Linked DNA regions of Danio rerio: regions 1, 2 and 3 are each linked to region 4. Evidence: chromatin contacts called from public HiChIP or PLAC-seq and Micro-C data. All regions are on one chromosome and are shown on one strand. The core of a region is the stretch at or near the end of the contact, and the rest is flanking DNA. Distances in the headings are between cores, read along the strand shown. Region 1 holds the start of gcna (germ cell nuclear acidic peptidase). Region 2 holds the start of nkx1.2lb (NK1 transcription factor related 2-like,b). Region 3 holds the start of ogt.2 (O-linked N-acetylglucosamine (GlcNAc) transferase, tandem duplicate 2). Region 4 holds the start of slbp (stem-loop histone mRNA binding protein).

Region 1 (6,915 bases), core at 674-3,173, 160 kb after region 4:
TGGCAGTGTAAGAATATTTATGGCACACATGCAATCTAAACAAGCAATTTGAAAAATCTGGTAGCACTTGTATAGTATAAAATATACAATGTTAATTGGAAAAAGTTAAATCAGCCACTTCACTGCGTGACTTATGCACAAGCAAACATTTGACAATTTCTTCAAGAAACTGAAGTTTATCCATTCACACTGTGTTCTGCAGGAGAGACGTTGGCTTCATGTGTTGCTGCATCTCAGCTCACCTGTCTTGGCTGTCCTGAACTCATCGCCCGGAGCCGTCAGGAGTATGAAGACATTGCAGTAAAGCTTGGCACTGATATGGAATTGTAAGTTCCTTTTGTCATTTCCCCTCTAAAAGGTTTGTAAAGTACACTATGAAACATGTTGTTCATTCTGCACAGCCTGAAGAAGGTGCGTGCCCGCGTCTGGAAGCAGCGGATCTGCAGCCCTCTCTTCAACACCAAACAGTACACCGTGAACCTGGAGAAACTTTACCTGCAGATGTGGGAGAATCACGCTAGCGGAGGCAAACCTGACCACCTGGTCAAAATGCAGTCTCTGGAGACCAGCGAGAGCACCTGACCTAAAATTTCCATTGCATGAGCCATCCATCCCGTCGTACTGGACAGCGGGGTGCACAAAGACTCAGACCTCTTTCCCATCAGAAAACTCTCTCTGTGTTGTATGACTCCACTGATTTTGTATTATTGTTTGTTTTCTGGATCTTTCCTCTATTTAAAGAGAATATTGGCACAGATTCGGTCTTTTATTTAACTTATGTGCTTGACCTATTTTAGCTGTCATCATGACTTAAACATCATCTGGGATGCATACTTCGGATCACGTTTTGGTCTGGATGCTATCAAAAATAGAAACAACATCTTTCATTTGGAAATGTGCCTGTGTGAACAAGCTGTACAGTGGAGGGACTTTGTACACTGACAAAAGGCCTGCAAACTGCTCTTTTATTGACACTTGACTTCTTTTTCCTTTTTTATTTTTTTAAAAATGATTTTACTAGGAAAGGTCTAGGTAAGTATGTTCTGGTTTTGTACACTGTCTTTCTGATAAGATATTCTTGATTTGTTTGCTCTGTTGGTGTCCATTCAAGGCTCTTTACGTAAACTAAAATAAAGAGATGATGAAACCTTGAAGATTTGCATATATTGCAGTGTTTTTTTTTTTAAACATTCCTTTCATTTTATGAGCTAATCCAATATGACATTGTTACTAATATGCTAAATGGTTATTGTTGTCTATTTTGCTGTCAAGAAAAGTTGCCAGTATATATATATATATATATATATATATATATATATATATATATATATATATATATATATATATATATATATATATATATATATATATATATATAACATAATGATTGTGTCCTGTAAAATGAATATATGGTTAATAAACCTTGACAATGTTGCATTGCTAGGGATTTTGGGCACTTTTCCCCAAACCAGTAGTTCCCCAGCTCATTCAGATTTCTACGGTTGTGTTCAAAGTAAAGTAAATATAGCCTTTTGAAAGTGATGCTTCAAATAATGTTTGCATACACTACAAAGGTATGTAAATAGGAAAAATGTTATAATGATAAGTAGAAAAGAAAACTCCACAAGGAGTCATTTCTAGTTAATTGAGTCATACACAACACTTTTTTTATTTAAAATATATTGTTTCTTATTCACATTGCTTTATATAATTTTGCATAAAGCCATGTCTTTTGATTATTTTGTATAATTTATATATACGTGTGTCTGTCTATGCATTTAAAGACAAATTCGTTGAACTTAAGGACTAATCGTGTAGATAAATCTAATTTTGATATGGACTTATTGCGATTTCTGCCTGATCACTCGAGCAGCGCTGCTGAGACCGGAAGTTTTTCTGTCTTCACATGACAAATTCCGGTTGGCAAAATTTGAACGTTGTTTTCCATCCACACACATCGTAGTTTACTCGCTGATGGTTTAAAGCTCTGGCTATTTTGATGTCGGGCGCGATACGCCAACATTGTTAAAGAGGTAACGTTACTTTGAACGAGCAAATCAGGTATATGAGTTGAAGACATCTTTCCGTTAGTTGTCTTTTGCGTTTGTCACATGGCCAATTGTTTAGAGAAGTACCATAGATGTCGCAGACACTTGTAATGCATAGAATGTGTTAGATTAGAATAGTCCATTAATTGTTTTTATTAGGCATGTGTATTTATTATTTGATTTTAGAGATATATAACGTTACATCCTCATGAGGAATGGACGTCTAGTTGCTGCGTGTCAGTCATTGGTCAGTAACGTTACCTACAGTTATTGAGGTAAAGTTGTTTTTATACTCGCAAATTTGTTCATTCTTGAGCAGGGACAACATGGCATGGTTTCTATATTGTCAACCACGCTACATTTTCATTCTGAAGTCGCATGCAAGTAAACTTATCGCAAACAGCGCTATTTAATATTTATCAGCACTGTAAACAATGTTGTTTCTTGGTAGTCATTAGCTGATAATATGAGTTTCTTATTTAAATTTGCAAAGCATATTTTTCTGAAATTATATTATTAATGTAAAACTGAATGTGCAAATTTAAAAACAACTTTACCTCAATATTTGACGTAAATGTGTATACAGTCAACCTAAGGTTAAATTAGGGCTGTACAATACATAGTTTCAGCATCGATATCGTAATGTGCACATAAACAAGTTTATCGTTTTCTTTTGTTTTTAAGACCAATGACTGTAATAATTTCAAAGCCAGTTTAAAATATACAGGCACAAGAAAGACATTATAAAATATGTAGCATGTTGAAGTAATATTAATAGTTTTTATGCATATATTAGATAAAGACTATACGATGCTATTCTACATTTGTTTATTCAATTTGTTTACCTGAATACTGCTAGACTTTCAGACAACTGTAAAATACTGTTTATTTCATTTGTATCACTGCTCTGCAGTATTTAACAGTACTTGTGATTGGTTGATTATATTTTATGCAGATCCATTCAACATAATTTGAATTCTTTTCAAATAAGCTATTCTTTTCAAGTAGTTAAATTATACTCTATATCGCAAAAAAAAAAAAAAAAAAAAAAACGTAATGTCAATTGTTAACCAATATCAAGCAGCCCGTAAACAAAATACATACTTAAATATTGATTATAAAACATACTTGTTGATTAAATGTTATTAATCTAGTTTAAATCAAACAATTTGATCACATTGTTCCATGGCTTTATTTATGTGAATTGCTTAGGATCGGTAGTTTTCCGAAGCAACGATGGATCCTGGTACTTTATCACTATTTCAGAGAGTCTCCACAAAGCTGGGATGGGACAGAGATGGTGGTCTTGATGACGCTGAGGAGAAGGTGTAGTACTTCTAATTAACATACACTGTAATTGCATAACAACCCATCTCATGACATCTCATCACAACTTGTCCCTTAAACGTCTCTTTCAGTTAAGGAAGAGCCTGAAGAAGACCAGACGTCCAGCTTTGGCCAGTTCTGATTCAAGCACAGGTCCAGCACAGAGACTGGAGCTGTCCGACTCTGACAACTCCTCAGGAAAAGAGAACCGGTCTCAAGAGGAACACATACTGTTGACTTCAGATGATGAAGACTTTGAGAAGTGTATGTTTGGTTTGTGAATCTTTTTATGTCCATACATGGACTCCTGCTATATGACTTTGTAATAATAAATATTATAATAATAAATATTTCTTTTTCATTTTTCAGTTCTTGCTTCAAAGGCTACTCCAAAATCTACATTTAAACAGTCTGCTTCATCTGCTCAGAAACCAAGGTGAGAATTGTGGGAACACACTTTATAATCTAGCTATTATATCATACATTTTATTAGCCGTTATACAAACTTTAGGGAACTTTATTTACAAGTTTTATCTATTTATTTATTCATAAAATGCGTGCTTATACACTTTTGCTGCAAGGATATCATTTTTAGGTGCCGGTTCTTGATAATTTTGTCAATTTTTTTTTGTTTAAATATTTAAACTGAATTTATCAAAAAGTAAGGGTCTGTATTTAAAAAATCCTAAACATTTTTGTTAAAAAATAATGAAAGTACATCACATTACATTACTGCTGTTATTTTGATGTTCACTATTAAATAAGTGGTTTGTAAGTGACTTTAGAATGAGAAGTGCTTCATACCTTAACAGCACGTAAAAGGGTCCATCTATGACAGAACTAACAGTACGAGTGAAGGTTAAATGCATGTAAGCCTTTTCAGCACATGTGAAAAGAAATATTTCTACTTGTTAAAATGTATTTTGATTTGTTTCCAGCTCCAAATTTAATCTGATTCAAATTTATAATTATTTAAATTTACATTCATCCAATTCAAGCGGATTACCTTATAGGTTGTGATTTGGTCTAATTTAGATTGAGTACCCTAATAAATCCTTATTTTCAGTTAATGGTTCATCGTTTACCCAAAGCCGCTTAGAGTCTGTATGCTGGACAGAGTCGTCTGCTCACGGACACATCCTCGCCAGTTCTGGTTCTTAGACAGAGGATATAATTGTAAACTAATTTCCTTTAAGTAATATTAGGCCGTGCCATGCTTGCTCATACATAAAGAAAGTTTTTTTTAGCCACTAGATTATATCATACTATGTCAGTCATTGTCAGAAATCAACAGGTCTCTAATGCTGTGCCTATGCTCTATCCATTGAGCCTGAATGTATGACTAATCCTGGTCGCAGACTGCGGAAACATCATTTAAATCTAGTAGATTGTTTAGGCTGATTTCAGGAGATGTTAAACAAGAATTTGACATTTATTTGTCAGGTAAAGACTTTCCAATCTGATTCACATAATTAAACAAAATAAGCCAATTTCAATTGAACAACATCAGTTACTCAAAAATACAACACAGAGTTAGAGATTAATACCTGGCCATGTAGAAATTCATTGCAGCAAATAAGTCCTGATGTGCATCAACAATAAATTGCATGAAATTAAAATAATGAAATAAAAGACATTTATCAGATTATAATTTTGAGACCAGGCATGATCAGACGATCTATACCAGGTGTCGAATTGGACATTCTAGGTTGGCACTTTTATTTTTATTGAATAACGAAGAATCACCTAAATGTAATTACTGCCAGGCTTCTCTTTCCATAAAAAATATTTTATTGGAATGTAGACATTTAAATTCCGTTAGTCAAAACTTCTATAAGGAGAGTACTTTGGACATTTAATAGAAGTGAAAAATTATATTAAACTTTGAATATATTTTTGTGTGAATTTTATCTATTTATATTTTATATATTTTTCTAAGTAACATTTTTTTTTAGTGTAGTACGAATTTGTTTTTATCATGTAATATCTTATGTATATCAATTTTGCCACAAAATAGCCATAAATTGCTAATGTGGCAATAAATAAATTATAAATAAATAAAAGTCCTGATGCAGAGCTCAGAGACTTATACACTGGCTACAAAATCCCCTAGACATTTCTGCACCTTTCGCCTAAATCAGGGGTGTCCTAACTCGGTCCTGGAGGGCTGGTGTCCTGGAGAGTTTAGCTTCAACCCTAATCAAACACACCTGAACTAGCTAATCAAGCGCTTGGATATACTAGTAACTTCCTGGCAGATGTGTAGAAGCAAGTTGGAGATTAATTTTCCAGGACATCGGCCCTCAAGGAACGAGTTTGGACGCCCCTGGCCTAAACACTCAAATCTCCATAAATTCGAGACAATAAAAGCTTCACCATGACTCTTGCCTGATCATGAGTTGATGTGAAGACAATTTTCCTAGGAGTGGAGCATCTGGCAAAGATCTTATCAAAGTCAAAACCCAAATTAACTGATATAAGGGGGATTGTAAAATATTTTAATAAAATTAAGGCCACTTTACCTATCACACAGAGACATTTCAAATTACACCAGACATAAATATAGAGCCACAAGATACACCATATTAAAACTTGGACATTCTGTGTGGAGCTGCTCTGGTGGAGAAGGTAAAATCCAGGGCAAAGAGGGATGCTCAGGATGCATGATCGAGACAACCTAAACAACTGGTTTCCTAGCTAATCTTCTTTTCAGATAAGAAAGTTTATTGTTTTAGTGCCTGACCATTCTCGTAGTCCTGTCTCATGTGGATTTCCATAACAGTTTTCAAGGTTTAATATTATGGAGAGATGTAGCCATCCTTACACACGCATTAATACTATTGCTTTTTTTGTTTGCTAAATATCATTATCCAGGCAGTAGAACTTGTGCTACAGTATATGGTGAAATATAGTAACTGAAAATGTGAAGTGAAATATCTAAATTTCTCTTTTGTTTTAGAGAACCAGTTCCAGTTCTGTCTTCAGAAAGTGATAATGAATTTGAATTGTGTAAGTTCATTCAACTGCTTTCACTTTATATTCCTCATTTTGATCATTTCACGATGAATTGTTTTTAAACCAAAATCTCGATTTGAAAAGGTGCAATTTTCAAACCGCAAAAGCTGCCATTATTTCGATTATTACTATGGCGAGGGAGGCGAGCGCGATAAATTAAAACGATCCAACTAACGTTACTTAAAAAGCAGACAACTGTTACAGCAGAACCCACAAGCCCCTATTTCACTACTCTGGAGAAAATGAAATCTGTAAACTCCATCTCTGCTATCCTTCTCTCACTCTCTCCCCCTTTGGACCTTTGACCTGTTTACATGAGGTGACGTTTCATCTCCTCTCTCGAATAATTCATCTCCTCAGCGAATAATTTATTATATATTTTTTTGTAGATCCACACACACAAGCTTGCCTGCAGAGCAAGTTTTCTCCACCGCATCTATCATAGATCAGCTGTGATAACTGCATAATAGCTCGCGGCCATTTATTTGTATCATCGTTACTCATCGATGAATAACGCCAGAGCCAC
Region 2 (7,874 bases), core at 3,054-5,553, 220 kb before region 4:
GTCTTGATGACTTTCACTAACACACAAATTGCAAATACATTAGATAAATATATTACAGCTTTGTTCAAAATTTTTAACGAACAATGACATGAAAAATGCAATCCAGATATTTTCGTACTTTTTAGTGCTTTTAAAATGCCTTTCTGAAGTTCTTGTTATTGATAGTTAACTATAAAATCAATAAATCGATTGAAAGAGGAAATTGTGTCTCATTAGCGCTCCAGATCTCTACACCTAACTACAATTACAGCGGCTAGTTTATCGAAAATACTTTTAAAAACGAAAAAGAATTAATAATTATTAAAACAACAACAGGGATAAATGTAGGCTATAATTTTTTACAGGATATCCAGCGGATATATGTATATTTTTACTTTTTACTGAATTAACCATGAGCTACTATTTGTCATTTCACCAGACTTTACATATGAGAGTATCAAATTAGTAAAAAAAAAACTTTCTACTACACAGAAACGACCAAAACACCTGTTCGTGATTCCTTAAAACGAAATTTAACGAATAAAATTCAGATTTAATACTAGGCTATATTTGGTGCAAGGTCAAGTACATCAGCCTTATACTGTTCACTGAATTTCTGTCATAAAGCCTGGCCAACGGAACTGATGACAACTGATCTTTGTTACCTGTCATTTTATTTCAACCCTTTAATTGTGAGACAAACAATTAAATAAAAGCATAGTCTATGCAACTTTAGAAATAAATATATGGCCCACAGTAAAAAAAAATCAAGATAAACTTTTCTTTAGGCCTATATGTTTGTACACGAAATTAGTCCAATAATTTTCTCATTCATTGCTTCAATACATACCATTTTATTCCCTACTACATTTGCATTCAAAGTTAATGTCTAAACACTTCATAATAACTGAATATTTACAGTTTGACCAAGAGATATTCACATTTTATCAAATCGAAATCAAATCTAATTATTAGCACGTATTGCCGAATGATTCGTAAACTTAATTCTGGGTTTGCCACAGTGCAGCAAGGTTGAAATACATTTCGCTTTTCCAGAGACAAACCTATCAAATGTCTTTGCAGGTGTGTGTCGACGTAGTGCTTCAAGTTAAAAATGTTTCTGTCCCGGGTTTGACCAGACACTTCTCCACCCTGCCCGTAGTTCTGTTCTTATAAGTGCGGCGCGTAAAATGTGGGCGCCCCGTAAGTCTGTGAGCCCAGCATGAAGGGTGACAGTACCGCGTGACCCGGCAGAAATGGTAACTGCGTGGTGCAGACAAGTCCACCGGGCGTGTGACCCGGATAGCTGGTGTGCATGGACAGATGGCCGCTCATAGGAGGAGAAGGGCTCAGGGGACTCAGCCCGCCGAGCCCGTTGCTCGGTCCGTTCCCGCCTCCACCTCCGCTGGTCGGCGCGCTCGTGTCCGCGCCCGGGTTCTGTTTCTTCCACTTGGTCCGGCGGTTCTGAAACCATATTTTCACCTGAGTCTCCGTCAAGCTCAAGGACAGCGCCAAGTTGAGACGTTCGCACACGGACAGGTACCGCGTCGACTTGAACTTGTTCTCCAAAGCCACCAGCTGCTCGTACGTGAACGCAGTCCGGGCTCTTCTGGGTTTGCCAGACTTTGAGTCTGACCCGGAGCGCTTCCGTTTGGGTTTCACCTGGTGATTCTGTCCGTTTGACGAGGACTGCTGTGTCTGCTGTCCGTCTGGACTTTTGCTTATCGAGTCGTCATCCTCGTGTTGTCCGAACTCGGCATCGTTGTTTCCAGTAAGGGCGCTGCTCTCTTCGCTGCATAGGTCCTCCTGGAGTTCACTGTCCGATTGATTCCCTCGGGTGAAATCAGACTCACATTCATCTGACCGGAACACGAACCCATCCTCTGTAGAAACACAATAGACCGCCGTCAACAAATGACTCTTAAGCACAGGTGAATTAATACCACACACTTATATTTGTTTACTGTCACCAACAGGTTTTAAACAGATTTAATGAAAAGGGAAAAGGGGAAAATATTTCAGCAAATTTCGTTTCTTGTTATCATACATTCGTTTTGTTCTAGTTCCATTTCTAATCATTATTGTTTTTTATAACTATTATTTTGAATTAAAAGAAAACCATAGATTTGTTGATTGGTTATCACAGAAATAATTTAGGCTGTTTACATTTAACAGATAGCCTATAGCTACAGATGCTTAAACAGCTTTAGTTTTATTCGCTTAATATGTTGAAGTATTTTTATATATAGGTCTAAAAAAAGTTTAAATCTAAAAAAATATATCCACACACGACAACATTTTTACACATTAAATTGAAGTAATATTTCTGTTCTGTCCGCTCTTTTCCCTCTCTTTATGAAGTGACGACTGAATAGATGACACTTCCTTTGGCGTGTCAATTCGTCTTGACATCTTAAATCACAGCATGGCCGTCTAATCGATAACTCTCAATTTACTCATCCATTTAAAGCGGCTGTTAAAAACAGCACAAACCTTATCAAATTATTGCAGCCTACAATTACTGTTTATTGAAAATTGCTTTCGCGCTCAGCCTCCAATCAATCATAGGGGTTGACACATATTTGTCCTTGCAAATACAGGCACAATAGATAAGATGATGCCCACGAAGTCAGTGCTTGCTATTTTCACCATTTAGACTCGAGACAGAGCTCTAACATATCTAAAGAAAAAACAATTAAAGGCAATTCGATTGCGCTTAATTTAACGCAAGTTGCTGCGTAAAGACGCTGATAATGTGGAGGATCTGCTCCAGACTGGTCGATATCCTATTATAGAAATGAGTATATCTCTTTCAGGCAGCTTGCAAACTCTCCTTCTTCAACATCTAAATTATAGGGACAAAAATCGGATAATTACAAGATTAAAACCTATTATATTTATTTAGAGAAATATCGATCATTACTCAAAAAATAAATTAATTAATAAACAAAAATGGTGCCCGGAACACAACTTGAAACTCTAAACAAAATCTTAAGATTTGTTATAATGCAGTTTACATGAAAATCATTCACACATAAAATTTAAAAGTTTTTTTAATTACATTTAAAAAAGAAAAAAGTGTTGTTTTTTTTATAATCTTAACGAATTACAGCTTTTTTTCAAGCATCGACTTAGTCAAAACAGACTTAAAATGTGTATTACATGGATTTGAATGATTAATTTCGTTCCTTCTAAAAATAATCTTGGTTGAAATCTTTCTTTATAGCTCTTTAAAGTTAAAATGGACTGCCCAGGCCCATTTGTGTTAATTTAAAATACAGAAACAATGTAGTTCTGAAAACTTTTATTCTATTACAAAAAACATTTACCAAACAGGTCTGAAAATGCTCATTTGATATGATGTTTCAAGCAGTATCATACAATAGACTGGTTATAAGCTACTTTTTAAATATCTTATGATTATAGGCCAACATTACACATATATAAACAAATTTTTTAGGCCTGCTTAATTTTACGTGACATTGATTCGAGCAAAAAGTGAGATACAAAGGTATTTCATTTTTATTTATTTATTTATTTTTTTGCATTTAGTCAGTCAAGTATGCAAGAACATTTTAATTTAAAAATGTAACTCTTTCAAAATGTAACTATTAACTAAATTTTCAAACATTTTAAAATGTAGGTCTTTACAAAATAATGTTCGTTTCATTTATTGATGTGATGTTAACGATAATTTTGAACATAATATAGGCTAGATACAAGTCAGAAGATAGCGAGGTTACTTACTTAAAATCCCTGATGTTTTTTTACAGTCATAGTCCTCTTGATAAGACTTGTGCTCGATCGTGTGATTTGAGTCATCACTTCTATTTTCTGCACCAAACGCGAATTCACAACCTGTCCTGTTAGGCGTTTGCCTCTTACTAGTAAATTTATTGGGGTCCAAAATGTCCAGAACCGAGAATGAGGTGGTCCGGTGGACGGTAGGCGGCGCGCCCGCGGGAACCGGCTCGTGTCTCGGTGAGGTTTCTCGGCTTTCCGCCGGTAAAGCGTCTCTCCCTCCTACACAGTTAAACACCGGCAGTTCTCCAGCAGCGAGGCGCTTGTCGTCCATGCCGTCCTGCGGGGCGACCACTATCACACCGGCCCCGGCAGGCGCGACGGAGTCGCCGACCTGCACCTTCTCCCGGTTCATAGCTCTCCAGAGGGTCAGATTTCTGCTTTCTCTCGCCGTTTTTTACTCAACAGGAGACATGCTGAAGAAAGGATATCAAATAAGTGCGGTCTACTGCTACTTGGAGGTTGTTCAGGAGTTGATCCAGCCGGTCTCTGGACAGTGATGCTGATGTCCTCCTGCTCAGGTCCTTTTTGGGTTTGAACCGTCCCCCTCAGGACACCCCGGTGTTTATGTTACACGCACACACACGCGCGCGCGCCCAGCCGGCTCTCCTCCCCTTCACACTGCTCCGATCGGCTCCAAAACTTAGACACAAGCCCTGGCTTATTTATGCATTCATATTCCACTGTGAGTGGTAATTGGCTACAAATTAATCCCATGCCTCTAATAGCCTATTATCTCTGTCTGCGGGTGTGAGGAGCTCCAGAGGAGAGTGAGCGATGATGTGGCCCCTGATATACACAGCTGTCAACGGCAGAGCACTGGACTGGAAACACACTAAATAGCCTTATTTTTCCTTACTTTCTCCCGCCCGTCTCAGCTCTAGCTTAAGGTTAGGATAATCATTGTTTCCAGAGAAATTAATGAGAAAATGGCCCACTTCAAAGCAGCCTTGGGGTGTTTAGAACATAAATACAAACTAATTGTTAATATAAAAAAAAATTATCCAGAATCACTTAAATATCAAATCTCACAATTAATAGTGGCTTATTACCTGCCTATTATTAAGATATAGCTGTTTTTAGTACTATATGATCATATTCCTTAATCCTACCTTAACCTAACTGCTAATTACTATCAATAAACAGAACATTAAGAGTTTGTTAATAGCAAGAATTGTAACTTAAAATAAAGTTTGAAAAACATTCAAATCCCAGTTTACAATTATCACCCCAAGAATAAATGAAACCTCGGATACCGTGTTAAACCAAAATGGCATTACAATTATTAACTATACAACTTTGAGTGCAAAAACCTAGAGGTGAAAATCTCCACAGGAGTGTGGAAAAATATTTTTTTTCTTTTTTCTTTTGTATGACACAAACAAGGTCAGTTCTTCACAATTACCAAAAGCAATGATCCTTTAGAAGCAAGAAATAAAAAGTTGCACAAAATAATGTCTAAAACAATCAGCTAAGGATAAACATGATTAACACATCATGAGGAGACCCATGGGAGTCCCGATATTAGCCTCAACAAAGAGCCTACAGTATCACAGGCCATGACATTCAACTTTTAATCTGATCTATCGAGGGCCAAATAATAGATTTATAATAGGCTTTCCCATGAGTGTTTCTCATGTGTAGCTTAAATTTGCACATTCTCCTTTAAAGAGGATCATCGAGTTTTACCAAGCTGATTAAATAATGTACTGTTTACAACAGACTTTGATTATGTTCTGAGATTTGTCTGTCCATGAAACACAATTCATCAGTCAGGCTGTTTTGTCAGCTGATTATGAAAATTGCTGTTGTAATTAGAAAATCCTCCCAGCATAGCCCTCTGGATGATTTTGGCAATTTAATCATATTATGCAGATCATTTGCATGTAAATTGTCCTATTCACAGACACCCTCGGTCTGCAACATACAAACCGACTTCCTCGCAGCTTCACTACATCATGTGAGAAAATCATTGACAATAACATATTCATTATTGACAAGTTAATAACAACAGCCTCTCAAGGCTTTCTGCATTAACATACACTTTTGTGACTAGTTAAGCATGAATCAGTTACATTCCAGATCAAGTGACCAAGCTAAAAAAAAACACAAACAAAATATTTTATTGCATAAACAATAAAAGAAAAAATAGACCTAATAATAATAATAATAATAGAATAATAACCATAATGTTCAATCACAGATCCTGAGTTGAGAAATCTAGAACTGTTGAGAGCTTGATTGTTTATCTAACACAGTATAGTTCTTATTTACAGTTGAAGCCCATTTAATTTTTTCTTTCTTTTAAGTATTTCCCAAATGATGTTTAACAGAGCAAGGAATTTTTCACAGTATGTCTGAAAATATTTTTTTTCTTCTGGAGAAAGTCTTATTTGTTTTATTTCGGTTAGAATAAAAGCAGTTTTTAATTTAAAACAAAAACATTTTAAGGTCAAAATATTAGCCCCTTTAAGCTATATATTTTTTGATAGTCTACAGAACAAACCATTGTTATACAATAACTTGCCTAATTACCCTAACCTGCCTAGTTAACCTAATTAACCCAGTTAAGCCTTTAAAAGTCACTTTAAGCTGTATAGAAGTGTCTTAAAATGTATCTAGTAAAATATTATTTTACTGTCATCATGGCAAAAATAAAACAAATCAGTTATTAGTGGTGACTTAAAACTATTATGTTTAGAAATGTGTTCTAAATGTCCTCTTCGTTAAACAGAAATTGGGGAAAGAAATAAACAATAAATAAACAATAATTCTGACTTCTATATGCTTTATGTTGTCAATTAACATATATTGACATACAGTGAAATACACTGAAAAAAATTTCTGCAAAATTTTTGCAAACAATTTGTGTTGAATTTAAACAAACAAATTCAATTTTAGTAATGTTTAACTTAATTTGTTTGTTCAAATTCAGGCCAAATAAATGGCTTACAGCCACTTAACTTAAAAAAAAATCCAAGTAATCATTTTTGAATAATTTATTTCAGTGTAGTTATTTGCACTATTTCAATACCCTCATCCATACATAAAGCAAAATTATTAACCTATTAATTATTAAATTATCAAAAAATATATATTTATTTTAGTTAGTTGGCTAAAATTAAAGCAGTTTTTACTTTTAGTAAATATAAATTGTTAGGGTAAATATTATTACCCCCCTTAAGATGTTATTGTTTTCAATTAGCTACAAAACAAACCACTGTTTTCTAATGACGTGCCTAATTACCTATCTAGCCTAGTTAACCTATGTAGGTATAACAATAATAATATAGCATCTTGCAAAATACCTAGTAAAATATTATTTACCATCATCATGGCAAAGACAAACGAAAGTAGTTATAAAAAAAATAGTTATTAAATCTAAAATGTGTTTAAAATAGATTGAAAAAAAAAAAACATTACTTGGGAAATATGAAGAAAAAACATTCACTGGATGGCCAATCTAATCTAATTTTGAATCCAAAGATATACATCTCAGTTATTCTTTATTTTGACTATATGGCAGAGACACACACACAAAAACATACATTTCTGCTGGGACAACCCAACTGCAAATTCATTGTCAGTTGTGCAGTATAAAATATAGTGTAGTTGTAGTGTTCTGGGAGCAAAGACGGCTTTAGTCAAAGCGTCAGAAGCAATCTAATGATTTTAAATGAGCACAGAGCAGTAAAAGCTTGACAATTCTCCATCACAACAGCAGATGATGGTTAAAACGACTAGAAATCAATATTCTGACCGGGTGTCTCCCACTGATAAGAGCTGCCAAGACAATGTTGACTATTAAAGTCGACAGCTTGAGATATTACACTATTACTTATGCTATTTTTAATAATCTATAATATTTGGGCTATAATTAATTAATTCTATGGATCAGATATTATCTCTGGCTGGGATGAGGTCGAAGGGGTCTATTAAGACTGGTAATGAGAAAGGAGAATTCCAATCTTAGCGCAGAGAGCTTGTGAACGGACAAATATACAGCAGGCAGTTTCAAACACACTGAGGAGATGAAGAGAGAAGGAGCAAATAACAACTGAGATTAAATGCCTTATGAATCCTAGGAATTATGC
Region 3 (6,856 bases), core at 3,948-6,447, 140 kb after region 4:
CAAGTGAAGGCTGTGGGTAGGGGGCGTGACGTGTACTGCTGCTCCAGGGATTTCATCGTGGTGTTGACGTAGGAGAGGGGTTTCCTTGACTACTGAGTGGTACAAGTCTAGTAGTTGTTGTTTATGGAGGGTACAGGGGGTGGTGATTCCGGTGTCAGCTAGGAGTTTCCGATGTTCTGGTATGGTAAGTATGATGAATCGGGTGAAGTGATGTGTTGTCTGGATGCAGAAGGAAAAGGGGATCCTTGATGGGTGAGTAATCGGGAGGAAGTTGACCGAATTATTCTTCTGCCTCTTATCGGAGCCTCGAATTCGGCGAGGGAGCCTGGCGGGGCTGGATTGAACTTGGTTTCCCAGGAGAGCGGGGCTCTCGGAGTTGTTGTTGTTATTGCTGCTGCTGTTGCTGTTGCTTTGGTTGTCCATGCTGGTTTATGGTTGGTCCTTTAACGGAGCTAGCTATAGTGAAGCTGCTTCTTCAAGACGAAGATGGCTGATTGGTAAATCAGTGCTAGCTAATGTGGACCAGGTGCTATTAATCATAAGTGCTCCTCTCGAAATTAGTTTATAAATAAACTTCACTTTATGCAATTATATTATTAAGGAGAAAGTCTGAATATGCAAATATAAAACCAACTTTACCTCTATGTGTGGGTTCACATACCCTGCCGTACAGGTGTAGTTCATGTCAGAATGCAGTTGTTTTGCTTGTTGATGATTAATTACCCAGGCCTTGTAAAGTTCCGTCTTCTTGTCTTTGGCTAGGCAGAACCTCTGGTTTAAGCACTACATAGTGTTGAATCTGGTAATCATGGAGCATTATTTCTTGCACATGACCACACAGAACAACATTGTTGGCATCCAAAGACTTGTAGGACTTTAACTTCTCTCTTGTAAAATCACTTGGAACCATTTTGTCTTTTGCAAATGAATCTGTCAGATGAACGCCGCTCACTTCAATGTTAATTTAGTAGAATCACTGTGCTTATCACTGGGTGACAAGCTGTTATAATATGCTGAAAGCATATATGTAAATAATATGTATACTATGTAATCAATATATCTTATTTGTAAGATAACAACAAACTCTGTACCGCATCGGATGTCATTCACTGTAAATGCTAGTGCTCCCTTTTTTTTTTTTTTTTTTTTTGCCACCTCCCTGTGCGCGCATCCTGAATATTTACAAACATGGCAATTGGTCTATAGCTTTCAGAACTTCTCATTCATTTGCATATTTATAAAAACCTAATTGATAACAGAAGAGGCTGTTATTTTTATATTCTATTTTATGCTAATAAGCAGAATAACAGATGAGTTTTTGTTTTTTATGCCTACAGAATAAACAGAAAAACAAAATATTTACTGTTTTTCTGATGTTTTGTTTTCCAGAATAAAAGGAATAATCAAATAAACGGATGGTTCACGGACCCAGAAGGGTCCCAGAAGATAGCCTAAGGGCTCTATTTTGACGGTCCATGCGCAGAGCGCAAAACGCAGGGCGCAAACGCTTTCAGGGCATGTCAAGACGCGTTTTTACTAATTTAAGGACGGGAAATCTGCCTTGCGCCAAGGCGCATGGTCTAAAAGGGTTGAGTTTATTTTCTTAATGAGTTATAGGTGTGTTTTGAGAATAAACCAATTAGAGTCTCATCTCCCATTCCTTTTAAGACCCAGCTGCGTCGCGCCAATAACGCATTCGCTATTTACAGGACGCAAAGTAAGTCTAAGTGGAAAAAATGAGCATTTCACAAGCAAACAGTTCACAGTTGACAGTTTTTTTAACAGAAAACTGTTGAAACAGAGCATCTACTGCCTGAGAATGAGAGATAAATGATCTACTTTTCACTTTCGCTCTTGGATCGGGAAACCTTTATGCACAGACATCAATTAGCCTATAAATAATTAATTTCGTTTGTTAAGTGCAAAGATTTGTTTCAAAACTATTTCTAAATTCAGTTCTAATTTCTAGCAAACAAATAAATGAACAATAATGATAAGTGTGGTCAAAATACTAAGTTATTTCCAAATATACCTGCCATGCCCCGAATGATCTCAAACCTGACAGGTGGGCAAATCTAAGCTTGTTTTTAATAAAAAAAAATAAATATGGATATATTAAATAATACTGTTAATAATGATAACATTATACAAAAGCAAATTGTTATGAATGACCTGAAAAAGCCTCCTGAGATGAAGAAGACATAAAAGCAGTGGTTTTTCATATTTATATAGGCTAGAAAATAATATGTTTTGTAATATTTTAATCCTTTATATTTATATCCTATATCTATTCTTATAATATCCTATATATATCCTTAATATTAAAATTTTTTCATATGTAAAGATATTTGCCTATTGCTCTCTTGTGCGTATTAAGCAGTGCGTAAGCGAGGTGCAACTCTGCGCCGGAGTTTAGACCGGGTTAGTTTTGGTCTAATGAAAAACCTATTATAGTTTCTCAAAATAGCATTGCGCCAGCGGTCCGCCTCAGAACGCCTTCCTTTTTAGACCAGAACGCCTATGGGCGCACAAATGAGCGCTAATGCATTTGCTATTTAAACAGCATAGCGCAACGCCTCAAAATGACTCTTGCACCAAGCAGAAACTAAAAGGCTATTGCGCCGCGTCTTGCGCCCCACTGCGGCGGGTGTATAATAGGGCCCTGTTTTTTTTTTTTTTTTTTTTTTTGCCTTTCAAAAACAAAAAAATTTTGTCCAAACTCAGTTCAAAAATAATCTTGCACAAACTGACTGAGACATGTCAGATATACAGTGAATCAAATACAAACCCTAAAATTAGACAAAAATGAATACAATGTACAAAAAAGAGTAACCCGTGCAGACTTTAAACAGAAACTCTGTAAGGGGTTAAATAAAACCATATTCTAGAAACAAATCATACAATTGTTTAGCCTTCTCACCCTTCATTATTTTTAAAGCTTCTAGGTGGCATTTGTGGCAAACTCCTTTTTAAGCACAATCAGTTGAGGAGCTGTTTTCAAAATTCTACATTTGTGAATGAAGAATTTAAGTAAAATGTGTAAACAATTTACAGTTAAGTCATCATTTTTGCTGTCCAAATGTACTCCAAATTTCACAATGTCCCAACAAATAGAAGGAAACCTTGAAATGTATTATTTTATCCGGTTGTTCACATTAGACCAGAAAGAATTAACCAAATAACAATGTAGAAATAGATGTTCAACAGTTTCAATATCACTATTGCAAAATTGACAAACAATACATTTCACGTTTAAATCTTTTTCTCAGAAACTCCTTTGCAGGGAAAATATCATAGATAATTTTAAAATGTACTTCTTTGTATTTTCGAGTTTTTAAAACTAAATTCTTATTAAAAGTTTGGAAAATATAATTTCTTTTAATAGGACCAGCTAGTATTCCTGTATAAGACACTTTCTAATAAACGTATTTGTACATTTCTTGTCAATAAAATTTAGCTTACCTACTTTATTATCCAGAATTTTTGGTGTGACAGTGGAGTATCTCTTTTAATATATTAATTAATGGTAAGGGAATACATCTAATACTTTTAAATAATCTTTTTTAACACAATAAATTTAAAGATAGTACCAAGCTAATTGCAACTATCAAAACAACCATTCTTATGCAAAATATGCAGTGCTGACCAAATACCATTTTGCCACCAGTCCTCCAAAAAAAAAAAAAAAAAAGATTTACGTTGCGTTAAAATACAGCGATTGTTCCATAATGACACATTATGAGGACTAAAGTTATGTTTGTACAGCATTTTCCAATACAAAACCTGCTTATGAAAATTGGAAAGTTTCAGTGAAATTTTAGATAATTCAAAGTCACATTATAAACAAAGCTTTATACCTCCTAGTTTTTTAAACAAATAAGAAGGGATTATAAACCAATAAGAATCCTCATTTTTTATAAATGTTTGCTGCCATTTAAGTTTAAGTACTCCATTCATAATATCAAAATCTATAGCCTTTAATCCACCTTCACTATATTCCTTAATAATGTCATCTTTCCTAATATAATGATACTATTTACTCAAAATGAAATCATAATTCATTTTATTTATTTATTTTAACTTTTTGGATAAAATGGATAATGCAAAGCATGCATAAATTAATCTAGAAATACTTTCATTTTCTTGTCGACTTCTTGTTCTTGTCCCTTTATTAATCCAGGGTCGCCACAGTGGAATGAACCGCCATCTTATCCAGCACGTTTTTACACAGTGGGTGCCCCATCGCTGGGAAACGTAATTATAACAACAATAATAATAATAATAATAATAATAAAATATTTTAGTTATTTTTAACGGAGATGTTATAAAATGAGGTCAAAGGGTTCTCGTGGATGGCCATCAATTCACATTTTGATGTAATTGAATTGTAAACTTGAGGCTTTAGAAAAACATTCAACTAGCTTAAGAGCTAAGGGGATTTGTGTATGGTCTTTTAAAAAAAAGAGTCGTATCATCAGTTAGCTGACTAATTAATGAACTAAATTAATAAACTAAAAATTGTGTTCCTTAAATTTAATCCCTGCAATATTTTCTTTGTTTCTTTTTTTTTTTTTTTTTTTACAAGAATTGCTAATAGTTCTTCAACCAAAATGAATAATAGAGAGCTTCCACATACTTGACTTATTCCTCTGTTCACCTTTTTGTTTATTAGCAACTGAACTATGTCCTTGTAAAGCATTTTAATGATATTTATCAAATTTGAAAAACAAAACCAAAAAACTTTGGGGTTTGAAAAAGAAACTGGTGTTCTACTTTATGAAATGCTTAAAAAAATCCTCTTCTTCAATAAAATTATTGCATTCTAGCATGTCCAGAACAAGCCTAACATTGTTTTGAATAGATCTACCTTTTAAGAATCCTGATTGAGTTTCGCTAATTATTTGAGGAAGACCGACCTTTAATCTAGCAGCAATTACCCCTGATAATATTTTGTAATCTGTATTAAGAAGTGTGATAGGTCGAAGATTATTTAATGCTCTTTTATCCTTGGGTTTTGAAATTAGAATAATGTGTCTCCCGAAAAATGAATAAGTTTTTCCTAGAGACCCTGATTCCAAATATCTCTTTAGAGCTATTTTCGAGTTTCTGGGAGAAACGAGACTGTATTTTGAACCATTTGACTTGCCGTAGAAACCGGTATAGCGTACGTTAACTATGACCGTCATGCGTTTTTCCATTCAAAGATACGTATGATAACTGGGCAACTACGCAAGACGTTTAGTTTGTTTGCGTACAAGGAACAAACGTTCAGAAGGAAAAGGCTGCTTCCCCCGGTTACATCCGCCATTTCGCTGGAAACTGAAAAGCCTTGTTTTGCTCAAAATACCGCAATGGTAAAAATACTGAACACAAACTCGCCTTTTATCAGCAGTTTAGACTAAATGTTTAATGTATTGTCTTTTAGCGTCACCTCTGTAGCTGCACGATGACCACCCGCTGTTTAAAATGCAATTTTAGCGTTTCTTGCAATATTATACAAATCTAGTTAAAAATAACTAAATATAACAAACTTGAGACCTTTATATTTTACATATCCTAAATCGATACACTGTCAACCGTTGCACAGGATCCAGTAAAGAGTGAAGGAGAGATGGCGAGCTCGGTGGGAAACGCGGCTGACAGCACAGGTAAACAAGACATAAGCTAATGTTTGAGTCCACATATTCAGCGCTGTAGTGACGATGGTATAACCACCTTTAGATTTATTTAATTTTTTATTTAAAGAATGGTTTATTTGTCACTTAATATTGTAATTTCTGACAGTGACAGTGTTAAATAGGATAACAGAAAGTTTACAATTCATATTCAAATTTTAAAGGCAGATATAAACCGTTTTTAACGACATTAGTGTCAACAAAGTAGAAACTTGCTAAGGTTGTCACAATGGTAAGTCAGGTGTCCTTGTAAAATGCAGAGAATGTACAATAGAATTTTCTGTAGTAAAAGTTTAAAAACCACGTTTTTGCACCTATAAAGGGATATGAAAGTTTTGTCATCATTAAATCTGCTTGTTTAAAACCTTGAGCATTGTCTTCCGTAGCATTTGTTTATTAACCTACTGTAGAACTGAGTGATTACAGCATTCAACATTTAGCAAAATATCTTCTTTTGTGTTCAAACCCATAAACATATTCTGTTTAATAACAGAAAGTCACAAAGGTTAGGACTTAAGCATGAGTAGTAATAAAATCATAACAATAGAGTAATAAAAAAACTTTTTTTTTTTAATTTTTGTTGAAAATTATGCCAGCACATAATAGTTTTATGAGTCATGATGGTGGACAAATTAAATGTTTCACAAAATGCTGTAGCTTAAAATGGAGCCAAGTATGTTTAATCAGAGGGAAAATGAATATGTATGGGCATAAATATAAATGTATCAAAATATAATTTTAGAAATACCTGTTGTGACTTAGTAACTTGTGATTTGAAAGGAAGTTTGTTCTAAATTCTGAATTTTCACCAACTTTGCAACAAATAACTTAATTTGTTCTTCACATGTTCTTATCACATTATGCTCTTCTCCAGTTTACATTTTTGTCCCCATTCAATTCAACATCTGCATTTATTATTTATAACTTTTATTATAAATGTTAAATGCAGTATTTTTTTAATTAACCATTAATTTGTTTCTTGTTGGTCTGTTTGTTTGTTGATTTATAGTTTATCAAAATTGCTATAATCCTTTGAGGAACCATTAGTGCTGGTGTTAGAAAAAATGCCATAGTTAGGGCTGCACTATGCTGGAAAAATATACAATATTGTTTTTAAATATTGAAATAACCCTTATACAACCTTTCCTTAGAAAAATGCTATTATTGAAATTATTAGTTAT
Region 4 (7,980 bases), core at 4,895-7,394:
TGTTTGGTTTAAAATGACAGTAGCTAAATCGAAATGTTTACCTGTTCATATTAAAGGAAACTGTGGATGTTTCATCTCAAGTACGCGTCTAGTCTTTTAAAAAAGAGACACATTATTAACAGAAGAATGTTTTAAAGTAGCATTGAAACATGTATCTATTATTCAAATACAAATAGCATAATAAATGACAACATGACCCCAATTTAATACTTACCTATGACCGAAACCACACGAAAACCGTCCAGGTGGAGATTTAATCCAGTGTTTCAGTTTAAAGTTCATCACTGTGTCTATATGCTCCATCATTACACCAATGCTAACAGGCTAACTGTTGTTGACAATCTAGTGCTCGTAAATATCACGCTAATAATAACACGACGCATCCGTACGCATGATAACCCTTCAGTTCAGTCCCTATTATTGGAAGACGCCTATTTTGAGGGGTAACGTTGTGTTGGTGGCAACAGGTTAGTTAATCCTGGGTTAAGCACATCCACCAGAATTAGCATAGCATGAGAAGAAAGGAGCCAATGAGAGGAAAGAGCTCCGAGTCCCGGCTGTGTTTCAATCCTTTAGTGCGCTCTCTACTTAGACAGAAATTGCGTTTTTACCACTGTAAAGTTAAAACACATTTCGGAATGAATTCTCATGAAAGAAATAGTTTTTTTTTTTTAAGATTGATAATTATGACAATCTAATACAAAGTAACTTAAATACAAATCTGTTGTTGCTATTTTGAAATAACCATTGGATTAAAAATCTCATTTTAATTTAAGGAAATGTATCATTAAAATGTTGCTTACGATACATTACTGTATATCGAATGAGTGGTCTGTAAATTAAACTGAAGCATTTAAGAACGCCAAAATTATATTTTCTCTTTAGTATTATTGACAATTTGTTTGTTGGAAATCTTGAAACAAAAAAATCATTTCGGATTTTTTAATTAAAGAGAATGTTACTTGATAAAAATAATACATGACAAAAATAATACTTCTGCTATTTTTAGCACTTCATTTTATATACTAACATTTTTTATATATTATTTTATATATGTAGCTTGGTTGCACATGTGTTACTGTCTTAAGAAAAGACTCTCTAAAACTGACATGCAAATACCAGCTCATCTGCATCATTTAAAGGAAAACAGTCTTAAGTCACAAATTTGTGTAACATTACAGATCTACACATTTCCTATCAAAATATGTTGTTGTGGTTCCACATTTGACATGGTAGTTTACATCATGTTTTAACTATTCGTTATTAAAATAATTTGAATAGAATCCTACAGGTCGCTGTAGTCAGTGTTGAGGAATGTTACTTTAGAAAGTAATGCATTAGAATAGAGTTACTCCCAACTTTCTTTTGTGCTCCTGCAGTCTCATTGAGGGCATGATTCAAAGGGACTCCATTGATTTAAATTCAGCAATTTATTTTTTAAAAGCAAATAAACTAAACTAAAATGTAACTCGCATTACATTTAAAAAGTAACTCAGATATTCTTAAAATAATGCACTACTTTACTCGTTAATTAGAAATCTTGCGTAACTCGCAATACTTGTAATGCATTACGCCTAACACTGGCTGCAATGAGAGGGATTTTGCATCATCTAAGAGATCCAGAGAAAGCAAATAAAAATAAATGAAGAGTGAAATGAACAACAACAACCATTATTTGGTCATTCCAATTTAATATTTATTTTCAAAAGGTTTTTAATTAAAAAAAAAGAAATGAACTAAAAGAACATTTAAAATCACAAACTACAAAATATGATATTTGCTGTAATCAGAGATTCAACAAATTGATAAATACAAGAGAATGTTTACCAAGCACTAAACAGATTTCCACAATAAAAATTAAACAATTCCAAAAATTTACACATTTACATTTTCTTCCAAAGACCCGAAAAAGAAAAGTGGAGAACGGTGAATTCAGTGATGATGACAAAACCTTCTCTTTAAGAAGCTGTCAAAACCTGTCATCACAAAAACATCAGAACCTGTTGGAAACAATGATGCTCAAAACAAACAGTGCATTAAAACAGTTCAGCTGCTCAGTAATACTCTCATAGACACTCAGTGTAGCTGCTCAAGACATGTCGGAATCCTCAATTTTCATCATCTTTTTCGGTGTTTCCATGAACGCGTCCTGTAACACATGATATAAGAATGTTAACAACTGTAATGTCCAAAAATACCAGTTTAAAACCATGGTTGGATAAATAATGTCTGCCAAAAACATCACCTCTTGTAAAGACTGTGCTGCTCCATTGCTTGATGAGCATTGGGATTCAGTATTCTCTGTCGTTTCCACATCCAACTCAAAGTCCATAATTTCACCAAGGTCGATCTCCTCTCTGTTACAAACAAAGGAGTTAAAGAAACAGAAAAAAAACTGTAGCAATAAAAATTTTAAAAAGTGTTAACACTGTGCTGATGTGTAAATGTTTTTCTTAATTGGGACCTATTATGTAAAAATCACTTTTATATGTGGTTTAAACACAGTGGTGTGAATATAGCCAGCCTCTAATGGTAAAAATGTATTAATTCTTTTTTTAGAAATCACAAGTCTGCAAAAACACTTTGATGGACATTCTCGCTTAGTAAACGCCATCAGAAGGGGGAAGTCTTGCCCATTAGAGAAGATCTCTTCCTCATAAGCGTATTCAGCCCTGAGTGAAAAGCAGCCTTTTGTCATTAGTGTTTTGAATCTGCTGCTGGTGCTTATAGCTCCGCCCTCTTTTGAATAGCACAATCTCATTTGAATTTAAAGCACAATTTGGATCAAAGCCTAAAAGGAGCAGTTTCAAAGGGTTATAAAAAATATCTGTGTTGTATTTCGAGTAGAAACTTCACTTACACACTTTAAAGCAGGGGTGGGGAAACTCGGTCCTGGAGGGCTGGTGTCCTGCACAGTTTAGCTCCAACTCTAATCAAACACACCTGCTTATAGATTTCTAGTGATCATGAAGACACTGATTGGCACGTTCAGGTGTTTTTGATTAGAATTGGAGCTAAACTATGCAGGACACTGGCCCCCCTGGACCGAGTTTGCCCACCCCTGTTCTAAGGACATTAGAGACTTATTTAACATCCTGTAAAAAGCGACATAATAGGTCCCATTTAAGCCTATTTTATTAGCTTTTTTGTGTTTTTGGAAATAAAGCTTACATTTGCTGAAAGTCGCTTCCCTCTTCTGCAGGAGGGTCCCATGCATGAAGTTTGACCCGCCACAATTTAATCTGCTGGTCCCAGGAGCGTCTGCTGTACTTCTTGAACTTGTTTGGAGTCTTTGGATGAACACCTGGTTGTCTCAAATGCCTGAAAGAGGAGTTATATTTTAAGGTTCTGATGCTGTACAAAAAATAATTGCAGAAAAAAGATCTGGGTAGCATGACACATTCGTTAAAAAAAAAAAAAAAGCATGGTTTAACTCACTTTGGAACTTCTTTAATGTATCTGTCGTACGCAAGAGTATTTTTCCCGTAATTTATCTGCTTCTGTCTTCTGATGAGGGTGGTCTCATCGGTCTCGATGTCACCTTTAGCAGGCGACTCTTTCGAATCCCTAGAGTCTCTGGAGTCTGAACTGGGAGAACAAGAAAAGCTTGATTACAACTCAAGTCAAAATTGCTGTAAAACTTACTTCTAGATTGAACTTTTATTTGCTATTATACGCTTAAACAGGTAGACCCACCCCAAATTCACACATTGGGTTGTCCAAATTGAGGTGAACAAAATGCTCAAACAATAAGAATAGTGTTTTGATAGCACCACATTTATTACAATTGTTATTACTTGTATATTATGCTGGGACAGTAGTAGTGTTCATTTAATCATGTTTTCTAAGCCTGTGTCCCTTGTCTGATGTATTATATCTTAAAAGCATTTAGTGTTTTTGTTTTCTCAACTAGCCCTACATTAAATTAACATCTTTCCAACTATCCCTGAAGCATCATGTCTAGAACAGTTTTCTGTGCGACTTCACACAGCAACAGCAACGCATGCAGCATGACATCAATAGCATCTCTGAAGCAAAAATGGTTAAAAGCAGGCAAAGTCCTGGATCGGTTTCTTTGCTCTTCTTTTATTTTTATTTATTATAGAAGTATCGGATCGGTTTTCGTTAATCGCCAGATACTTAAAATTAAGTAACTCAAAAAACCTGATCGGGCCATCGCTACTGATTTATAATAAATGAACACTAGTCACACATTGAAAACTAATAAAAATGTTTCTTCCAAAGATAAAACTTTAAACTCAGTAAGTTATTTATTTTTGGATTAGAATCCTTTCAATGAAATATATTGTAACGTTTTTAAATTGATTTCACAGTTAGTGCTGGGGTCTCAGATTTAAAGGGAAAAGTTTGTTAGCTAATATTTTGCAGAAACAAACAAAAAAATGGTTTGACGTGGACAAATAAGAGCACCTTTTAGGGGAATAAGTCTAAATGCGACCCTGATTAAAACACAAACCTTCCAGATGAGATTTTTCTGTCTCTTTGAGGGAAATCACTCGCAAGAATCCTCCTTCTGTAACTGAAAAATAATAAATAAAATGAAGGATTTATCAGTGCCATGTACACCTGTATATTTGCAACATAAAATACTGTAATTGTTGTTAATGTAAAATTTACTTTGGCAAGAATTTTTTTTTTAATTCAAGAGAGGCAACTGACCGATGAAAATCACGCCGGACATTTGTGCGCATTTCCTGTTCCTCCACCTCATCGCCCCAGTTTTTTATTCTGGACACTGGTCCTTCACTCTCTGGGGTTGTAAAACTGCACAAAAAAAGACACAATTGTTCAGTAATAAGAAAATAAACCGACTATCATTTGTATCTCAGTTTAAAATGTAATGAAATTCATCAAAGAGGTCAGATTTGATGCATCTAATAAATCAAAATGTCAACCACAACCTAACAAAACTACTCCAGTTGACTCTCTTGAGAAATTGGTATGTTGTAAAGTCAATGCAAAATGTTACCTTTCTGATCTCTTCGAACATCTTTGATCTTTGCCTGGCTCTTCATCAGCATGAGACTTCCTCAGAATACCATCTGCTCCACGTTTCCTACACTGTGACCACCTTGAAGCTCCTTTGTTCCTTTAACACAAAATATATATACATTTGAAAAAAAAAAAGTGAAAAAGTGAATGTTGCACATAACATGAACACGAAATGCTAAAGCAATAAACACATGGATATAATTAATAAACATTTGGTGGAGATACAACTATTTAAAAATCTAGAATCGCAGAGTTACAAAAAAAATTTATCACAGAACTGATAAAATGCACATTTAAAGTTGTTTATACAGAGCTTAGCAAAGCATATTACGAATCAAAATTTGGGTTAATACATTTTCAGTAAGAAATGCAATTTACAACACAAGTCATCATCACTTGTTAATATTCCAAATATGCTTATGTATAATTACAAACAAATCTACTTCGTTACACACTTAACGTTAAAGGAGATGGCGACGGAAAACCGCGACTTCCTAATAACTAACAGTTAACGTACACAATGAGCTAAATCACTACTCGAAGAAACCTTTGTTTCCATGGCGCCACAAAATAACCTGCAGTCAACACACAACTCACTGCAAATAATAAAAACAACAACTTTTAGTAAAACTAAAATAAGTAATGCTGATTTAGGGAATCCAGAGGTAATGCTCGTATGGCGCCAACTCTCATTTACACTCTGAACACAACACAGAAGACTGGCGGGAGATCTTCACACCTCATTCATTATCTGCATAAAAGAGTCGAGATTTTGCAAGAACTAATGACCTAAAATAGTAGAAGAAGTTACAAATGAAAGTAAAAAGAATGTTTTATAGTCCAAAAACAGACAAAATAGTGAAGTACAGCAGGAACACAATACTTTGTTGTCTTGCTATGCTAGCAAACATCGGAGCCACAAAGCCAAAAAACACGAAAAGACAAAAACAACTGCACACACCACTAAATATAGTTTAAAATTCTTACCTGTCTTCACTAGATTTGTAATCGTTTTCGTATTTGTATTTTTGTTGTTCAGACATTGCTTCGAGAGGGTGTAAAATTGAACCTGCACGTACGATCAGCTGCCGGGTTTGGATTAAACCGCGCCAATGTCCTGCAGTGTACGTCAACATCGATGTCACATGACACTTAAGGGGCGGTGTTAGTGACGTATCTCACAACTTGATCCACCCACATACGCCGATCCACAAATCATGTGTACCCGTTCGTTAAAATCTGCAAAGACCTTAGAATCAGGTGATTCTAAGCTCTTTGAGGTCGGTCTATGGTTTATAGATCACATGTCGAGTTTAGCGCGTAACTTCTTTTTCCGTTTTAGAACGCCGTGGCGGGAATACAAACAGACGAAAGACCTGGGTCCACAAAAATAATTTTTTCATGTATTAAGAAATAAAGAGAAAAAGTAAGTCATGTAAGGAAGCCCCAAGAGGCCATGGATTAAAATATTTTTTCTCTCTTGTTTTTTCGTGATGACTTAATTATCTCGTGATCTCGACATAAAACGTTATGACAAACATGTCGTAATCACGTTTTTTTTGTTTGCTTTTATATATTTATTATTATTATTATTATTATTATTATTATTACTATTATTATCTGACCAATGTCTGACCAGTGAGTCTGCACCGGCCTTGTGATCAGGGAGAAAATAGCCTAACTGCTCGGGCTCACAATAATTTAGTCGTGGTCACGACAAAACAAGAGAGAAAAATATTAATGCATAGCCTTTTAATACTTCCGAGGTAATTTCCCGTCGTCGATGTGTTTCGGTTTAATGTGGCAAAAACACCAGTAATTTTTCTTTCTTTCAAACAAGAAAAATACCATTACCGTTTGTTTAAACCTTAATTCCCTTCGGATTTTAAGAAAAATGAATCACCTTAAAGGGACAGTTCAACCAGTCACGTTGTGTGATGTATGTGCTAATTTTAGGAACTTAATAAATGTTATACAACCTGTAAGTGCAACATATTCAAAAATAACAGGGGCTACTGAATACATCAGTGAAACGTTTTTTTCCCATTTAACGTGACTCGCCATTTAATTGCTCAAACTCGATTCGAGTTTTTTCAGTTAAACATAAAAGAAAACATTTGAGAAAATGCTGGTTGCCGCGACCCATTGACTCCCATTTTTTCTACAATTGAAGTCAATGCATCCCAGCAACCAGCATTCTTCAGAAGAGAGAAATTCAAAGGACTCAAACACACGCACACAAGGAAGAAGGAGCTCATTTTCACATTTGAGTGAACCAGCTTTTTAAAATGGACCCTATAAACCTATATGTCAATACAAATAAATGTGAATATTAGATCATTATTTGAGTGCATTAAGATAAGCAACGCATTATTCCTTAAAACTTTTAAACTCATACAAAACCAATTATTCTGTCAGTTTACTCATCCTTTATTTGGAATTTATCAGGATAACAGGATTTATCAATATAATTCAAGACTCTTGTGTAAATAAAACTTTATCTTAATTATTTATTTATCATCCATCATCTCCCATTCATGGTTTACTTTCCAACTATTATGCGTTACACACTCCTATCCAGTAGGAGGCAGAAATGTACCATTTAAAAAAAAACACGGAGACCCACTGAACTAAAGGTCTTACAGCTACAGCAATATACACTGCACATAATACACTTCAAGTTTAAAAAGTACAACCAAACACACTTTACTATGAGGTGGACTAAAAAAGATTGCAGGACTTATAACATGGATGTTTCTAGTCTTTTACCAGAACTGGGGAACAGGACAACGTTAACAACTGTCTTTTTTATTTTGCCATATGAGTGCCAGTCATTTATTTATTGACTTTTAGTCCTGATTGTGAAAAACCCAGACATGCACATAATATTCAAATAAAAAAAAATCAATTCATTGACTTTTAGTCCTGATTGTGAAAAACACAGACATGCACATAATATTCAAATAA

What was found. Hi-C and Micro-C count contacts between places; a contact is called where the count stands out from the background. HiChIP or PLAC-seq counts read pairs in DNA pulled down with a chosen protein or histone mark.
Region 1: an H3K4me3 HiChIP or PLAC-seq map of gastrula embryo shows a contact between it and region 4, with 2.6 times the contacts expected there. The contact joins the promoter of gcna here to the promoter of slbp in region 4. A contact is called at or near these places in 3 of 4 datasets of contacts at active chromatin or transcription factors (caudal fin, embryo and gastrula embryo).
Region 2: a contact with region 4 is called in an H3K4me3 HiChIP or PLAC-seq map of gastrula embryo, with 4 times the contacts expected there. The contact joins the promoter of nkx1.2lb here to the promoter of slbp in region 4. A contact is called at or near these places in 2 of 18 Hi-C or Micro-C datasets (embryo and fibroblasts) and 1 of 4 datasets of contacts at active chromatin or transcription factors (gastrula embryo).
Region 3: a Micro-C map of caudal fin shows a contact between it and region 4, with 2.9 times the contacts expected there. The contact joins the promoter of ogt.2 here to the promoter of slbp in region 4. A contact is called at or near these places in 1 of 18 Hi-C or Micro-C datasets (caudal fin) and 3 of 4 datasets of contacts at active chromatin or transcription factors (caudal fin, embryo and gastrula embryo).

What each region holds. Positions count from the first base shown.
Region 1 is chr14:16,960,406-16,967,320 of GRCz12tu, reverse strand. It overlaps gcna (germ cell nuclear acidic peptidase), which reads left to right and starts at 1,923. Exons shown (of 13, transcript NM_001013573.1): 1 at 1,923-2,033; 2 at 3,261-3,374; 3 at 3,467-3,638; 4 at 3,744-3,810; 5 at 6,334-6,383. The coding sequence starts at 3,285. It overlaps ogt.2 (O-linked N-acetylglucosamine (GlcNAc) transferase, tandem duplicate 2), which reads left to right. Exons shown (of 23, transcript NM_001386799.1): 22 at 203-326; 23 at 402-1,149. The coding sequence ends at 582.
Region 2 is chr14:17,341,143-17,349,016 of GRCz12tu, reverse strand. nkx1.2lb (NK1 transcription factor related 2-like,b) reads right to left here and starts at 4,303. Exons shown (of 2, transcript NM_213548.1): 1 at 3,727-4,303; 2 at 642-1,862. The coding sequence starts at 4,135. The coding sequence ends at 1,150. All of the region lies in intron 7 of LOC101882685 (a long non-coding RNA gene), which reads left to right.
Region 3 is chr14:16,982,537-16,989,392 of GRCz12tu, reverse strand. It overlaps ogt.2 (O-linked N-acetylglucosamine (GlcNAc) transferase, tandem duplicate 2), which reads left to right and starts at 5,197. Exons shown (of 23, transcript NM_001386799.1): 1 at 5,197-5,354; 2 at 5,588-5,648. The coding sequence starts at 5,612.
Region 4 is chr14:17,118,573-17,126,552 of GRCz12tu, reverse strand. It overlaps slbp (stem-loop histone mRNA binding protein), which reads right to left and starts at 6,144. Exons shown (of 7, transcript NM_001256194.1): 1 at 6,001-6,144; 2 at 4,991-5,110; 3 at 4,478-4,540; 4 at 3,439-3,588; 5 at 3,172-3,321; 6 at 2,246-2,357; 7 at 1,669-2,149. The coding sequence starts at 6,056. The coding sequence ends at 2,090. All of the region lies in intron 7 of LOC101882685 (a long non-coding RNA gene), which reads left to right. It overlaps ccdc142 (coiled-coil domain containing 142), which reads right to left and starts at 532. Exons shown (of 14, transcript XM_692665.10): 1 at 215-532; 2 at 42-93.